4 separate regions of the Sus scrofa genome follow, and regions 2, 3 and 4 are each linked to region 1. The links are chromatin contacts, called in public Hi-C and HiChIP or PLAC-seq maps. All regions are on one chromosome and are shown on one strand. The core of a region is the stretch at or near the end of the contact, and the rest is flanking DNA. Distances in the headings are between cores, read along the strand shown.

Region 1 (2,772 bases), core at 122-2,621:
GTCTTTTTAGGGCTGCACCCACGGCATATGGAGGTTCCCAGGTTAGGGGTCTAATCCGAGCTGTGGCTGCTGGCCTACGCCACAGCCACAGCAACGCCAGATCCGAGCCACATCTGCGACCTACACCACAGCTCACAGCAACACCAGATCCTTAACCCACTGAGCAGGCCAGGGATCGAACCCTCCTCACAAATACTAGTCAGATTTGTTTTCACCAAACCACGACAGAAACTCCTGCATAGCATGTTGGAGCTCAACAGTGAGGACCTCAGTGCAGGAAGACCTTCATGACAACATTGTTAAATAATTTTTTAAGTATATACTGCTTCATCAATCTAGTGGTTAAATTCTTTGTTTAAAATGCTTATTGAGTAACCAGAAAAAGTTTACTCTGTGAGAAAAGCATATGGTGGTACCTATTCCAAAGCAAACTGACATTCTCTCAAAGAGAGAGCATTGTTCTCATTCAAATTAGTGTTAGTCTCACAATAAAGTTGCCCAGATCCAGAATAAATTATAATGTGATAGAGTTACATTTTCACTTTTAAAGAATCAGACTTCTGGCCCACTGGTGATGATAGAAGGAGGCAATATAAAAATTATACATACAAAGTATTTAAGGCCTGGACTTTATGGTACTGATGTTTCTTTCTGGCTTTGCCTTTTCAGGATAACCTTTTCCACCCAAAATACACTGGAGAGGACTTAACCTGTACTGTGAAAAATCTCAAAAGAAGCACACAGTATAAATTCAGGGTGAGTCAGTCATTTTGTTACCTGCACTGCTTAAAAATGAAGCTGTTTTACGTTTCACCCCATGCCATTTTAAATCGACTCTACAAGTTAAAAATTTCTCAAGTTTGCTACACTTTACACTTTTATAATAATATGTGTAAAATACACATCACACTTTTATTCTGTTTTATTTATTTATTGGCCTCACCCCAAGACATGTGGAAGTCTGGGTCAGGGATCGAACATGCACCACAGTTGCAGCTTGCGCCACAGCTACACCAATGCCGATCCTTAACACACTGTGCCACCAGGGAACTCCCATACTTTAATTTTAAAATCCACTTTTGAGAAAGAAAAGCTGTAACAAAGTGCAGCTGTAATGTGCACTACAACATGGATGAAGACCCAAACCAGGTGCCCAGCACACCTCTCTCACCTGCACTTCATACCTTTCTCTCCAGAATTTCTCACTTTAATCAGACTTCCCTTTTATTCTTCATTTTCCTTTGCTCTTATGCCCATTTTCTTTTCTCACCTGTTTCTCTTTTTCTTTGCTGTTACCCACCTCCTCCCCCCTCGGGCTCTGCTTTTGTCATCAACAGTCACCATTAATGTCACCATGGGACTTTGTGTTGTTGCCCAAGACAATTTTGCAATCTTTAAGAGAGAGGAAACAGCAGGCTGCCTTCTGTGCTGCTGTAGTGTTTAGTGATCCTAGCGCAGCACTGTATTTTCTAGTGCAACACTGCATTTTGAAGAGATGTGGTTGTCTTCTGATTCCACCATTCCTTCTCTTAACTTTTGTGCCAAATGGTGTTATTTGATATGCAATAGTCACTCAATAAATAATTGTTATATTATCGAGTGGAATGTGTGACTATTAGAGGAAAATGATAGTTTTTGGATATTTTAGAAAACCCTTGTTATTTGATACTGGCTATGAGAACATAGATACATTGCTAGCATTTGTCCACAAGGTGGCGTTGCCCTATGCTTAAATAAGCGAGGTTATTTTTGTCTGCCTTTTCCCCCATATTTCCCTTCCACAAAACACTATGAACCAGGTGGTGACATACTGGTTTTGTTTTGTCCTCTTGAAAGGGTAAAAAATGTCTTTAGCTAATACCTACCTTATTTTGTTTTTAGTTGTTAATAGCAAAACTATATAGAAAATAAGTACCCCATTAAAGAAACACTTATAAATTAGTGGTTTGAGATTGAGAGAGAATGTCTGTCTGTGTGAGTTTATGGATACCCTGATCTTCCATGTGGAAAGTTTAATACCACTGGTTTAATACCTGGTATCTAAAGTATATTGTTTCCTTGGTTGTGTTGTAGCTGACTGCTTCTAATATGGAAGGGAAAAGCTGCCCAAGTGAAGTTTTGGTATGTACAACGAGTCCTGACAGGCCTGGACCTCCTACAAGACCCCTCATTAAAGGACCAGTTACATCTCATGGCTTTAGTGTCAAATGGGGTATGTTTTGTTGGTGCTCATACTGACGCTTTTTTGACAGATTTTTTAAAAACTTACTAATTTCCATAGTGACAGACCAATAAACAGCAAACCATATTACTTAAGGGAGTTCTATACATTTGGAATAGCTATATGAGAAACATCCTAAGAATTCCACAAACTGGTAAAATTGACCATTTTAAGAGCTTTTCATTAACTTTATGATTTTTCTGATTATATTTTTTCCTCCTAAATTTGGAATGTATTACTGATTTGAATGTGGTAATTTCTGAATATGTCTTTCATTCTCCAATGGCTTGCCCTCAAAAAGTAGCAATATTTCATATAAAAACTGATTTATAAAGTTAATATTGAAAATAAATGTCAAAATTTAGGTATGTCCTCTGAATTAAATTGTGACATACAGAATTTTTAAGTTACTATGAATTAGGAAAACTTTAGTTTTTGCTGTTGTTGTCATCTTATCAAGAGTCATAAACTTCAGGAATTTTTCACATTGAAGTTCATCATGTGGTATATGTGGGTATCTGGTAGAAGGATATTGTGGCTCACTTGCTGTG
Region 2 (2,700 bases), core at 64-2,563, 290 kb before region 1:
CTGAGGCAGGAGCTGGAGAACCTCTGCTTCCCCACAACTCTTCCAATGCAGAACTATGACCTAGGATTGGAACCATGTTCTAGAAAGATGGCTTCAAGACACCCTTTGCGAATATTTGGGGAAAGAAGCTGGTTAGGATTTATAAGCCAGGGAGGACCCCACTTGTCTGGATTTGCCATTATCCCCCTCATCTCCAAAAAAGAATTGCAAATTCCACAGGGAAAGGAGCTATTTCTCAGTATTCTTTTATATTCTTCTGGCTTTAATGCAGTACTTTGTACAATAACTTTATTTGATAAATGGTTGTTATATATTTTTTAGGTCAATGAGAGTAATAGGTTGCCTCCTGGTTACTACCTACTTCTGCTTTGTAGGCTAACAATTGAGGCTAAATGTGATTATTTCGAATACCTGGGAAGCTAAAAAGGAAGGTGGCCTCTCTGGGATAACTTCTACTTGTTTCCCTGGATAATTTGAAAGGTGGGATGGGATGCAGTCTGATAACCATTTTGAGTCTGTACGACAGGATACATGACTTTTTTTGTTCTTTTTTCTTTCTTCGGGCCGCACCTGCAGCCTATGGAGGTTCCCAGGCTAGGGGTGAATCGAAGCTGTAGCTGCCCGCCTCTGCGACGGCAACGCCAGATCTGAGCCATGTCGGCAACTTACATCATGTTCACCGCGTTGCCAGATCCTTAACCCACTAAGCGAGGCCAGGGATGGAACCTGCCTTCTCATAGATGCTAACCAGATTAGTTTCCACTGAGCCAGGGCAGGAATTTCTGAGACATGACATTTGACTTAATATAAACTTAGCAATTACTTAATGAAAGCTGTTGTGGCCTTCGCGTTGTTCTATGTTTGATACAGAAATACAGATATGAATAAAGAGTCTCTGCTCTTGTGAGCGCATATTGGGTACTGAACTTTGATATAATCTGTTCACGCTGTATAAACCATATGAACAAAGTTCTATGGGAAACAGAGAAGGGAGGTGACAAAATAGCTCACAAGGTTGTGGGGATTTTTAAAAAAGTTAATACATGAAAAAATGTCAGTCTCAACTCTGATTATTACTTAGCAGACACTGCATTTATATTGATGTTGCAATCATTTGCAGAACATGAAGTCTTCGCCTTTCAGGAGTTGCTCGTTCCCTAAGCCTTTACGTTATTCTGGCTGAACCAAAAAGAGTTTTAGGATAGTTATGCAGGCCTAGTGGGGAAGGAGGATCCCATAGTTCCTGCGAATCTTTACTTAAAACGGCGGTTATACTCGGCAGATTACGGCAGTGGGCGGGCCTCAAATCCCCATGTGGTCCCGACATCATTGACATGGCGGAATCCCCCATCTAACCCTCCTGGTAGTTATTTGAGCGGCGGCTGCGGCCGGAGGCGGAGGAGAGCGGTGGCGGCGGCGGCGGCGGGAGCAGCAAAGGGGCGGCAGGGATCCTCGGGGCTGGCGGCTGGGAAGGCGTGGTAGACCCGGTGTGTGGCGCGCCCGGAGCCCCGCGTTTCAGCCCGAGGGAAGGTAAGGCGTGCAGGAGCAGGAGACTGGAGGGGATCCGGACCCCGCGTCTCAGCCGCTGGGGTCCCAGCGCGCTGGAAAGCCCCAGCCGGACGCTGAGTCCGCCAAAGTGCTTGCCTGTCCCGGAGCGCTCCGGGCGCGCCAGACTTCCCGAGAAAACTTGGCGCCAGAGTGCCTGAGCGCCCCGCGCTCCTCTGGGCACCCCGGGAACACGGGGCCCAGGAGGGGGTCGGCCTCCCCTTTGGGGCCGCGTCTTACTGGGCTCCGGGTCCCCGCTCGTCCCCCCAGCTGGTGAAGGCTTGGAGGAAGGAAAGAAACGGGTAGATTCTTCTTGATCGGGGAAAAAATATCTGGGCAGTGGCTCCCGGGCTTTCCCTCCCCCCCTCGCCCTCCCCAGCCTTCCCAGCAGATTTTGTCCGAGGAATCCGCTCCCCCTCCCGGAATCTCCGCGGCAGGAACGCTGCCCAGGAGGGGGAGGGCGGGCGGAGAGGCCGAGGAATCTTCGACGTGTCACTTTCTGAGGCTGTAGATTTCCATATGGTAAAGGGAGGAGGGCGGGCGTGCAAAGAGGGGCTAGAAGTTGGGGCCGCCTCTCTGCGCCAGGCGGGGCGGGCCAGGACCTCCGACCCTTGGATGCACACAGGGAGGGTCCCGAGCCCGCACCGGCCCCCCGCCCAGGCCAGGCCTCCCCGGGACACTCCCCGCCTAGCCGCTGGCCACCTCAGTGCGCGCCACGTCCTCCCTCCCCGTCCTGCCCCCCGGGCTCCCCCCGGGCTGGGGGCGGTAACCGGCGGCCGCGGCTGGACTCGGCGAGCCTAGAGGCTGGAAGCTCGGGCGGGGGAGTGGGGCACGGCGGGAAGGAGCGGGCGACCCGGTGTGTGGGCCAGCGTAGCTCCGGTCAGTGGGTCACCCCAAGGGGCGCCCGGGCCGGGGGTGGGGCGGGCGGGAGGAATCCGCGCCCCGAGGCGGCCGGGAGGGGTGCGCGGACCGTCTGGTGCTCTCGGCGCGGCGGGGGCCTGCCGGCGTGGGAAGGGCCTGTCATTCTGGGCGAAAGTGGGGCCTCCGGCTATGCCCGCGAAGTTTCCCAAAGGTCCGGTCTGGGCGCCCGGTGGGATCCGGAGCACCCGGGCCCAGTGTCCCTGGAGACGGGGCTGGGCTGCCTGGCGGCGCCGT
Region 3 (2,700 bases), core at 109-2,608, 270 kb before region 1:
ATATTGACCGGATGATTGCGTATAAGGATGTTTATCTATAGTCCAGTGAATTAAAACTTTTAGGCAAATAGAGAGCATATATCACTTATTTGTAGTATTGTTCCTTTGAATGATATGGCTAGTGAGTCTTCATTTTGAAATGTTTCAAACTAGTTCGGCATCTTTTGACCTAAATCTTCTAGCCTTCAGCTTTGAGGAATACATCATTTGGATTTGTGAGAACAGTAAGATTTAGCCAGGTGGTCAGTTCCTATTAGCTTGAGAGGGCTTGGACCTCAACTGACTGGTGTTTATTAAATACTTGTTTTTTTGCAGAATGCTCTCCCATCATGAGGAGAGGACTCTCATAGTGAACAGTGAACCCTCTCCTTGAACCAGCTGACATTTAATTTTCTAATGTTCTCTCAGGATTCTTATGACTCAATCTTGTCATGAACCTCTGAATCAGTAGAAGTAATGGAAGATGGTAGATTTCTTTTGAAATGATAGATTATTCTTTTAGATGTCGGTCAGTCCCCTTCCCCTGGGGCAGGGGGTGGGATGTTCACAGTTGTAGGTGCCTTCAGATGAGAATTGGTGGTGAAGGACAGGCAGAGGATAAGGTATATTTATGTGCTGGCTCCACACTCAGGTTTTCCTAGGTGTCCCCCAGGTGATGAGGCTGATTATTCACTTCAGTGAGAGCAAAGCCTGGTGGCCCACTCCACGCTTTCCATTTCTCCTTTAGAAGTAGAAAATTGTAGGAGTTGCATAAACCAATACTTGGAGCTTGGGAGCCTTCCGTTCAGTCAGAACCAGTATTGGTTGGTGTCTAACTGTAAAGATATAGCAGCAAGTGGAACAGGGAGACTTATAATTCCTCTTCATCTCTCCACTATTATAGAAATTCCACCAGGGCAGGGACCTTGTCTCTCCTCTTCTCTCTCTTCTCCAATTGAAGCACAGTTGATTTAAATGTGGTATTTCCTTTTCCCTTTATACAGTGGCAAACAATAAGTGCTCAGTGTTTATTGAATAAATGACTTAATGACTGAGCAAAACATAGTGTTTTTTTGACACTGAGATACCAGTGTGTTTGAACCATGAAAAAAAGCTGTTGGATTTTCATTTTAAAATACTGTTCCAATTCTTGGAAGAAATGTGGCATCATTTTCAGCTTAAAGTAACTGAGATACCTGAAAATATGTGAAGATCCAAAGATTTTTGGTGTTCAGTAATAGTGAAGAACTGTTTGTCTTGCAAGTAACAGAAACACTTAAAGTAGCTTAAGCAAAGAAAAAAAGTTTGGAGTCATTGGAAATGAGGGCAGTCCCTGGACCTCGTGAGGTCTTGGAACCAGCCCTGGGAAGTCATTGGGAGCCAAGGCTGCTTTTCTTCCTCTTTCCCTTCCTTCTTTTTTAATACTTCTTCTTCTGTAGAGCCCATCTTATATAAATGCTGGAAGCCTCTAACTTCATAAAGCTTTATCAGTTTTAATTTTTTCTTCCAAACGACAGTCTACACCTTTTTAGTAATGAATTGAAGTTGTGGATGGTAGAAGTATTGTCTTAGTGTCATTTTGAGGCAAATTCTTTTCCAGTGTGTCAGTTATAGCTAGTTTGTGGGATGAAAGTTTTGGAAAGTTATGTAAAGAATGATCGCTATTCAACAAAATAATGATAATCTATATTTTCCCGTCTCTTGTTTTTTTAAAATGAACTGCAGTGAGACATGGCCAGGTTGATTTCTTCCCTTAAATCATCCCAGAAACTATGCCCAGTCCATTAATTGCTTTGTTCAGTGGGCAGGAAATGGTTATGTTTGTACAAGTTACACAATCTTAGCTAAGTCGGAGCAAGAAACCAAAGAGGTCTCTGATCTTTTTTTTTTTTTTCCCCTCCAGAATTAAACATTTGGATCCACAAACTTACACATGATGCATGAATCAGGTTACTGGGGGACACTTAGCAAAAACCATAATTTATTTTACTTGTCAGAATGGCTGCCTGTCTAGAGGTACTAAGAAAAGTGGTTGCCTGAGGTCGTCAGGCTGGTAGTGAGATTAAGTCTATGCAGTTTTACTTCCTTTTTAACAGTTTCTTTCCTTTTTTTTTTTTTTTGCTTTTTAGGGCCACACCTGCAGCATATGGAGGTTCCAAGGCTAGGGGTCATAGTGGAGCTGTAGCTGCTGGCCTACACCACAACCACAGCAATGCAGGATCCAGGCCAAATCTTTAACCTACACCACAGCTCATGGCAACGTCAGATCCTTAACCCACTAAGCAAGGTCAGGGGTCAAACCTGTGTCCTCATGGAGCTAGATTCTTTAACCACTGAGCCACGACGGAAACTCCTTAACAGTTTCTTATGCATGCAATAAAGGAGGTGTCCTGAAGCTGGTGCCCTGTTGGCATGACCAGGAAGAGTTCACCTTCTGCTCTCTCCCTTCCCCATCCTCCCTTGCAGGCTGTTTATAAATTTGTTCTTTTTCTTTCCTGGAGTTGGCAAGTTGCCTACTTAATACCATCCATTTGTCCATCCCTGTTACCTGTCTATTAATTCCCAATCATCTACTTTTCTTCCTGAAAGTGGAATTTTTCTCTTTATCACCATTTGATGATTCTTCAAGCATTATAATTGATATTTCGCAATTTTAGCAGAGCTGATTTTATATATAGTATTTTAAGGTATTTTCTGACTTTGCCTAACTGTTCATTCATT
Region 4 (2,700 bases), core at 127-2,626, 340 kb before region 1:
ATGTACTAAAAACCACTGAATTTTACACATTAAAATGGTGAGTTAAAAAAATTATTTCTCAATTAAAAAAATTTTTTTTAAGTGGGCCCTCAAAGACAAATAGGGATAAGCCAGGCAAGGCAAGGGGAACCAGGGCACTCCACCTGAGGGAATACCTAGGGTCAAAGTTAAAAAGCAATACCAATCAAGCTTTGTTCTAAAAAATGGTAAGAATCTGGTACAATGGCTGTGCTACTCCAAGTGTCGTCAGTGGGCAGTGAATTGTTTGTTAAGATCTGTGACAAGATAAGAAAAGAAACTGAGAGTACACTGTAGAAAAGTTAGCAAGCTGACATGACATGGTTGGTGGCCTCCAGCCTTTGGACAGGATATAAACCAAAAGTGGTCAAGCTCCTGTGGCAGGTGGCCTGTCGCCCAAGCTACACACTAGTCCTGCACCACAGGATCCAGCAGATGGGAAATGAAAACAGTGTGTTCTTCACTTCGTAAAGTTTGAGAAGTACTGTCATAAGGGATATACTATAAGGAGTAACAGGCTAGAGACAGAGGTTGGGAACTGAGTGTGAGGTACTTTGTAAGTAAAATAGTTTGAAATCACTTCTTTGTTCAGAATTCTTTAATCAGGTTGTGCCTAGTTATGTACCACGAGTGACACCGTGACACTTCTAAGCATGGGTTATCTCTTGGGAGTATAGAAAACAGAGGAATCAGGCAATTTCAGGGGAAAGAAACTCTTTCCAAACAAAACAAAATGAACCCCCCTGGGAAAAAATAGGGTACATCTTTTCCATCTTGGAGATGGCATAAAGTACACAGAATCAGCACAAGAGGTTGAAAGAGGCACATAGCACACTAATTAAGATTCAAAGATTTGTTTGTATTTATTGAATAAAAGAAACCAGAATAAGCCACCCCAGAAAGGGAAATTGAATTGAGAGCTAGGCTAACTGTAGAGAGACAAGTGAGGCAGGCAGAGAAGTAGGAACTCACACTCTCCCACAAAGGGAGAGACAAGCCAGCCTGCTCCACGTGTGGGAAAATACTCAGCCTCTCAGAAGAAGAGCCCTATATTGATTCCAGACATTGTTATTCCTGCGGGAGTGGGGGGACAAGAAAGGAAAGGAAACCAAGGTATTGACAGAAAAACCAGCTTCTACTTTCTCAAATGTCTTGGATGTCACTATGAAGCAACCACAAGACTTCCCCTGTTGTCACATGTTGACTCATTCTTCCCCAAGCAAGACCATTTATTTAATGTCTCGTTTTGTTAAAGTCGATGAGATTTTGTTTCAGAATCTGGGGCTGTGCTAATGTAAATGCTTGTTTGTCTGGGGTTGTGCAGAATGAAGGAAGTTCATGCTCTGCACAAGTAAAGCAATGTGTCATGTCATATTGCCAAAAGGTTGCATCATTTCTAAACTTTCCGGAAGACTGGATAGATGAGAGGTCATCTATGTTTATTTTGTGAAGTTTGGCCTACCAGGAAATGTGTGGGTACAAGAGATATTTTAGGCCCATGAGACTCTCACTTTAGATGCTTAATCCAGCAGCATGTGCTATAAGCTTCAGTCTCTAACTAAATCTTTGAAGAGTGGCAAGTTGTGAAGTATGCAAGGTTTTTGGCTGCACTAGCAGAGCCACGTATAAAATCCTGTTGCCAAACAAAGACTAGAACCAGATGACAAAGACTGAAAACATACTTCATGTATTGACTTTGTCTATGAAATACTCATTATAACCTAATCCAGTAATATTCATTTCTAGGATTATTGCATAATCACTCACCAATCAATATTAATTAAGGCTGTAAATTGACCTTGAAAGAAGTTTTTTTTAAGCAGAACATTTCATGTTGGGTTTCTTTAAAAATATAATGGAATTACTTCAACAAGGAAGAAAAAAATGTCTTAAGGAAGTAATTTTTAACACACAGCTTAACAGAAGTGATAATGGATGACCTACCAGCAACCCTATTCAAGTCTGCTTGTGGACATTTTATTTATAGTCTTCACATCCTCCATGATTTGGAAGATAACAATAATCCCTTCTCTGGACTGAACTGCTTTTCTCTACTTTTTCATGTGGTTCTGAGAAGGGGAAGGGGTTGCCAAAAAAATATCACCACACAAACAATGCACACACACCCCTTTCTGTCCCCATCACATACATAAAGCACAGGGAAACCCAGAAACAGGAGATAATGATACTAACACCTGGAGGAAGGCAATACCAAGAGAGAGAAACAGAGGCCAGCTCCGTCCCTGGAATGCACAGGACTTAGCCAATGCATCACCTCTATTGTTTAAGCTATTTGAGTTGAGTTTCTATTTGAAACCAAAAGAATCCTAACACCAAAACTCAAGATGTTTATCTCTGTAGTAGACAGTACTCCTTGTTGTACTATTTCAGGGGGGTTGGAGGGTCATTCTGGAATTGTGCAATGGAGAACACTTTCTGGATGGCTGGAGTAGTATCTATGTGACTCTCACTCCTGGAACACAACCCCATTTGCATGAACTACATGTGAGGGGTGCCTCCTGGAACTGTGCAGTGTGAGATATGGAGGTAAACATGAACTCCCCTTGCTGTACAAATCAGCACCATCAGTCTCTCCACATAACTAGTGCTGCTTGGTCTTAAGTAAGGCAGTTTCTTCTAGAACTTCTTGCCTAACACTGCTATTCCTGCCACCATTGCTCC

The links. A called contact is a pair of places that touch in the nucleus more often than the background predicts. HiChIP or PLAC-seq counts read pairs in DNA pulled down with a chosen protein or histone mark.
Region 2: an H3K27ac HiChIP or PLAC-seq map of alveolar macrophages shows a contact between it and region 1. The contact joins the promoter of FNDC3B here to the enhancer-like site in region 1. A contact is called at or near these places in 2 of 5 promoter capture datasets (fetal liver and liver), 9 of 47 Hi-C or Micro-C datasets (embryonic fibroblasts, fetal heart ventricle, fetal skeletal muscle and 3 more) and 2 of 2 datasets of contacts at active chromatin or transcription factors (alveolar macrophages and skeletal muscle).
Region 3: an H3K27ac HiChIP or PLAC-seq map of alveolar macrophages shows a contact between it and region 1. The contact joins two enhancer-like sites. A contact is called at or near these places in 6 of 47 Hi-C or Micro-C datasets (embryonic fibroblasts, fetal heart ventricle, fetal skeletal muscle and 1 more) and 2 of 2 datasets of contacts at active chromatin or transcription factors (alveolar macrophages and skeletal muscle).
Region 4: a Hi-C map of liver shows a contact between it and region 1, with 2.0 times the contacts expected there. The contact joins two enhancer-like sites. A contact is called at or near these places in 3 of 47 Hi-C or Micro-C datasets (embryonic fibroblasts, liver and skeletal muscle) and 1 of 2 datasets of contacts at active chromatin or transcription factors (alveolar macrophages).

What each region holds. Positions count from the first base shown.
Region 1 is chr13:110,871,505-110,874,276 of Sscrofa11.1, forward strand. FNDC3B (fibronectin type III domain-containing protein 3B) reads left to right here. Exons shown (of 26, transcript XM_021069801.1): 14 at 670-756; 15 at 2,074-2,212. Among named protein-coding and RNA genes, the nearest start is that of GHSR, 120 kb to the right of the region's middle. Within about 2 kb of position 1,372, at least 2 of the 83 cell types and tissues checked have an H3K27ac peak or open chromatin away from gene starts, as enhancers often do. A contact at or near this core is called in alveolar macrophages and liver, where this site is marked.
Region 2 is chr13:110,586,151-110,588,850 of Sscrofa11.1, forward strand. It overlaps FNDC3B (fibronectin type III domain-containing protein 3B), which reads left to right and starts at 1,314. Exons shown (of 26, transcript XM_021069801.1): 1 at 1,314-1,530.
Region 3 is chr13:110,605,388-110,608,087 of Sscrofa11.1, forward strand. The region is part of intron 1 of FNDC3B (fibronectin type III domain-containing protein 3B); the gene reads left to right. Among named protein-coding and RNA genes, the nearest start is that of FNDC3B, 19 kb to the left of the region's middle. Within about 2 kb of position 1,359, at least 14 of the 83 cell types and tissues checked have an H3K27ac peak or open chromatin away from gene starts, as enhancers often do. A contact at or near this core is called in alveolar macrophages, where this site is marked.
Region 4 is chr13:110,528,200-110,530,899 of Sscrofa11.1, forward strand. No RefSeq gene overlaps it. Among named protein-coding and RNA genes, the nearest start is that of FNDC3B, 58 kb to the right of the region's middle. Within about 2 kb of position 1,377, at least 21 of the 83 cell types and tissues checked have an H3K27ac peak or open chromatin away from gene starts, as enhancers often do. A contact at or near this core is called in alveolar macrophages and liver, where this site is marked.